Linked DNA regions of Capsicum annuum: region 2 is linked to region 1. The links are chromatin contacts, called in public Hi-C maps. All regions are on one chromosome and are shown on one strand. Each heading gives the region's core, a stretch centred on a gene start, on an enhancer-like site or on the middle of the called end of the contact. The rest is flanking DNA. Distances are from core to core; before and after follow the strand shown. Region 1 has its middle 56 kb from the start of LOC107878276. Region 2 holds the start of LOC107877274 (fasciclin-like arabinogalactan protein 21).

Region 1 (2,700 bases), core at 196-2,695:
CCCTTAGGGGTCGTTTGGTAGGCCATATTACGAGAAATAGTCCATGTATTTAGGGGTTGTTTGGTAGGCCGTATTAGGAGAAATAGTCCATGTATTAAGTGTGGTATTAATTAATATTATGTTTGGTAGGATTTTGGATCAATGTATTACTAATACCATGCATTAATTATACACGCTACATGGTATTATAGGGTGTATTACTAATACATCACATATGGTGGTATTAGTAATACATGGGTTTTAATACCACGAGATTAGCATGTGTAAAGACAAGAATATCCCTTAAATTCTTTTAAATATTATTTTATTTTTTTAATTTTATTTTTTATATTTTTACTAATAAATTTATTCAAATAAATTATTTTACAAATTTTATTATTATTTACAAAAATGTCCTCAAATTTCTTTAATTTTTTTCTTAATCTTTTTCAATTTATTCAATATCAGTTACTTCTTTTAAATTTATCAAAATAATAATATCCCTCCAAATAATTTTAGTTATAAAAAACTGCTCCATTAACTCAAAAAAATATTTATTGGTCAAAATCCGAAAACAAATTGCATACAAACTTTAATTTTGTAAATAGAATATTCATAAATTAAAACAATTTTTCTACTTAGTTTTAACACACTATAGAATACAATTTTATTTTAATAATGATTTTATTGTCTCATCCAAAAATTATACGTATCTCCCCCAACTTAAAAGTAACACAAAGTGGGAACAACAAGCAAATAATGAACAAACAAAGAAAAGATAATAAAAAAATAATTTTTGTAAGTGAATGATTAAATCTTAAAATTCTAAAGTAAATAATTAGTTATATTGTTAACTTTTTTTATCCTAAAAAAAGAATAATAAACTTTTGCAAAAAAAAATACACAAAGTTATAATATGTCGAGGGTATTTTTGTAAACAAACAATATTCTTTTTAAAATATAACAATACATATTACTTTCAATGCATCAAACCAAACAATGCATAAAAAATAATCCCAGTATTACTAATCCCTGCACAACTAATTCCAGTATTATTAATACAATATATTTAATATTATATTATACACTCTACCAAACGAGTCCTTACGGTATATATGTGTGTTAAATTTTGTGCATCCTAGAGTAGATTTCTATAGATTAAATGATCTTTTAATATTTGGTACAGTAGACTTGGATACCACGATTATTAAGAAAAAAGTAAAAAAGTACCAACTTCAAATATCTAGTTCAATTATTTTCCAGTAGAAAATGACCAAGCTAGGTTTTGTGTGGTCCTTCAAGTAACTAAAGAGTTTGAATGGTAATTAAGTTAGATTGAAAAAGTTGTGTACCTTTTATAATGAAAACAAGTTAAACCTTTGACAAATTGGGCAATGCATCAGAAGCCCATACTCCTCCCAAACCATCAAGTCTTAAAGAATAATACACACTAGTATTAATTGCATACCCTGCCAGCAACTTTGAAGTTGACACATCATTCAAATTTATTATAACTCATACGGAGGATTAGTTATGTTTAGTAATGGAACATATAAGTTGTTGATTTTTATAGATATCGTTCATCCAACATTTTTCAAATGCCATCTTTTTCGCAAGCTCGATTTTATTGTATGGTTGTTCTCTTGCAAGCTTTGGGAAGCAAATGAGCTATTATCATCCAGCTACCTAACCTATTGAGTCATCGAATTTGGACACGGGGAGATAAAACTCAATGAATAAAATAAATATTGTACGACTATAGAAAACCTAACCATTTCCTTTCACTTATTGGACAAAATTGTTGTCCTAAGTTGGCATTTGGATAGATTTTGGATCAAATTTGAAAAGATTGTATTCAAACTCTATATTACTAACGACCGCATACATCTAACCAACAGTACGGCCCCCCTAAAAGTGTGTTTGGTGTTTTTCAATTTTTTATTATTATTGGTTAAATTCTTTGGAAAATATTTTTTTTAGGAAAAGCTTTTCTAGTGGAAATAAGGAAAACAAATTGTATAATTGACATTTCACATTGATTGTTCCTCCAACACACCTCATCTTCAATAGCCATTATCTCACCATCTCATAGGCTCATACTCCTGCCCCTAGCCTCACATTTCCTAATATTTATCTAGTTTTTTTTTTATATATATAATTACATACTGAATATATTAAAATAAATTAAAAATTAGGAATTTTCTTTATCAATTTGAATTTTTAAGGTATCTACTTTTCCTTTTTAGCATTTTCCTTCTCCAAATACATGGCTTCACAATATTGTGTGCTTAATACTTCCTTTCAACCTGATTGTCAATTTTCGAAATCAATGAAATGCCAAAATTGTTTTAAAGAAATAAAGTTCATAAAATAAACCTATCAACTCAGCATTTCTTTATCCAAAACCAAAAAGAACAAGAAAAAGGACTAAAATCATTTTCTTGTTTCAATAAATAGGGGTTCAATTATGAAGATTTGACATAACACCAATCAAACAGTAGATTCGTTTTTTCACTTGCTTTCTTTCGGTGAACAAAGCAAGTCCAATTATGGAAATTCATTTTTACCATCCAAAAGATTTTGACCCCTCGAAAATTATTGATTGTAACGTGTCCAAAATAATATTCGCTAGTTCCGTGCTCATTTGGTTTGCAGACAAATTTATCCTAGGATTATAATCATAGACAAATTTATTCCATCTTCTGGGTGGATAATATAACA
Region 2 (2,700 bases), core at 17-2,516, 140 kb after region 1:
TATTCCCGCGAACTGCGCCTTAATTTAAGTGTAAGTAGTTAATGGACTGTCTAATGTTTTTTATTTGAAGGAAAATTGTTCTTTTCTTCCATTTCCTTTTATTTTTTCTCTTTAAATTTGATTTCCAATTGGAGCTATGTTCTCGAAGAATGCCAGGAACTAACATTTAAGAAAATGGAAGCCTTTTGTTTGTTGTTTTCTTACTTTGAGATTAAAGCAGTCATTACATAGAAGAAAATAACACATGAAAGGCTCATCGCCCTTTCCTAAGCAATGTTGCCAAAACTGGGTGGGATCAGTTGGTCTAAAATCTTATTTGACAACCAATACAATCAATTTTCATAAAATAAGTTGCTAGAAAAAAGAAAAGAACTTTCCCTTATTTTCCAGAAAGTGATATGCGATCAAGAAGTCACATGTTCAAGTTTTGGAAACAGCCGATGACACAAATGCAAGGTAAAAATATATACAATGAATTCTTGTGATCGAGTTTTTTTCAAATTCTGCACACAGCGAAAATTTTAGTACACTAAATTGTTTTATCTTTTACATGAAAAAGACAATGGTAAACTGAAGTTGAGTGTAATTTCAATTAAGTGTTAAAGATTACTCGCTCAATTCTATTTCTATCTATTCAAGCGAGCATGAAATTTTAAAAGAAAGAAGAACTTATTAAATTATAATTAAAACAAGCTTTAGGTATTTTGTGTGGTTATAGATTATCTTATTATCGGTGAATAAACAAAATTTTTAAAATTAAATTATTACAAATAGGGGCCCGCCTAGTGAATAGTGAGGGAAAAAGAAAAATGGATCCATGTACGCGTTTTTACAATATTTATGTCGAGGCTTTTTAATTTATTTATTGCTACCGTTGCAGATGAAGAATTGCAATCCCAACACAGGTCTCACCGACCTTGTCAAAAAATTTCAGCAAAATATTTATTTTTTGGAACGTTGCAACATCAATTGTCATGTATCTTTAAAAAAAATATTGAAAACTTTTGTTATGCCATTATGAAGTCGTACTTAATTGGGACAAGTCATAAGTCTGTATAGGAAGTACTATTATTGAACGAACAATAAAGACCCTCAAAAGTTGGTCAGTATCATTTTTTTTTTCTTTTAGTATATGCAGGGTCACTGGAAGATTAATCATTTTATGTGAACTACTACTCAGTTCAAGAAACTTATTTTCCTCGTCATGGAAGAATGTTTTATCAAAAAATCTAACCAATCAAATATGAGAAAATAAAAAAAAAATTTTATCAAAAATTTTAACCAATTAAACATAAAACATTAAATTAAAATTTCTCCATTTCAAACACATCCTGTGTGTAATTTTTCTCTTCCGTAAGATCTCTTAGAACTCATAAAATTTTATACATATTTTATTCTGTATATTTATAAGTTTCTAACGATTTCCCAGTTCGTTGCATGTGGCTCCATCACTAGATATATGATCTTATGTATTTATAATTGTATATAATAAACTTTAATACTTGAAATATCAAAGAATATTTGTAGTAAAAAAAATGCAGAAATAATTTCTTTATTCTTACTGACATAAGCAGTTACGCGTAAGTCTCATTATTTGTAGTAATTAGGAGGGAAAATTCCACTCTCTTTTTCTCTGCTTCAACCAACTTTCTTCTCCATCTTCATCTTCACAAAACACAAAATCAGAAAAACAAAAACACAACTGTAATTACGAATGGCTAATTCTGGTTGCGACGCTGTATTCTTCGTACTCCTCTCCATACTCCTCGCATACACAGCAATAACCTCCACAATGCACTCCAAATCAACCAACAACAATCACTCAGATTCATCTCACCATTTCAACAAACACGAACTCACCACCAACGCTTCTAAAGCTCTTCGAAATCACGGGTTCAATATCTTAGCTACTCTTCTCCAAATCTCTCCGGAGATTTTCCTTTCCATTCCTCATTCAACCATTTTTGCGATCCAAGATTCTGCTATTTCTAACCTCTCTGTTCCTTCTTGGGCAATGAAGCAGCTCTTGGAGTATCATACTTCCCCTACGAAAATCGCGTTTCAAGAACTGATGAAAATGTCCTATGGTACTTGTGTAACGACCCTTTTGTCTCGAAAAAAGATTGCCATTACGAAAGTTGATGAAAAACAGAGGGTTGTTGAGATTAATAATGTGATTGTTTCTCATCCTGATGTGTTTCTTGAAGGAAATCTTTCGATTCAGGGAGTTAACGGGGTCTTTTCTGCGTTGGATTTTCGTAGAATGGATGAACATCGGGATGTTATTCAATCACCAATTTGTGAAGAAATTTCGAATGGAAGTGCTAATGATACTACGAAGAAGTTGGTTGATTGGCCAAGAATCATTAAATTGCTGAGCTCGAATGGATTCGTTTCGTTTGCAATTGAGTTGCATTCTGTTCTTGATGGGGTGATTCAAGATTCTGCTAATTTGAGTTCTGTAACAATCTTTGCTCCTCCGAATTTGGGATTTTTATCTTCTCCTTCACCGTTGCTTGAAAGAACTGTAAGGCTTCACATAATGCCGAAGAGGTATACTTTTATGGAATTGGCTTTCTTGCCTGATGTATCATCACTAGAGACACTGGCCCCTGGTCTGAATGTTACTATTTCTAAGAGTAGTTTTTCGCGTGTTTTGGTCATAGATAGAGTGGAGATAACAGCACCGGATATTTTTAT

The links. Hi-C and Micro-C count contacts between places; a contact is called where the count stands out from the background.
Region 2: a contact with region 1 is called in a Hi-C map of leaf, with 1.9 times the contacts expected there. The contact joins the promoter of LOC107877274 here to the enhancer-like site in region 1. A contact is called at or near these places in 2 of 5 Hi-C or Micro-C datasets (both in leaf).

The regions. Positions count from the first base shown.
Region 1 is chr7:195,768,981-195,771,680 of UCD10Xv1.1, forward strand. No RefSeq gene overlaps it. Among protein-coding and RNA genes, the nearest start is that of LOC107878276, 56 kb to the right of the region's middle. Within about 2 kb of position 1,446, at least 2 of the 5 cell types and tissues checked have an H3K27ac peak or open chromatin away from gene starts, as enhancers often do. A contact at or near this core is called in leaf, where this site is marked.
Region 2 is chr7:195,907,206-195,909,905 of UCD10Xv1.1, forward strand. It overlaps LOC107877274 (fasciclin-like arabinogalactan protein 21), which reads left to right and starts at 1,267. Exons shown (of 1, transcript XM_016723957.2): 1 at 1,267-2,700. The coding sequence starts at 1,715. LOC107878277 reads left to right here. Exons shown (of 1, transcript XM_016725208.2): 1 at 1-69.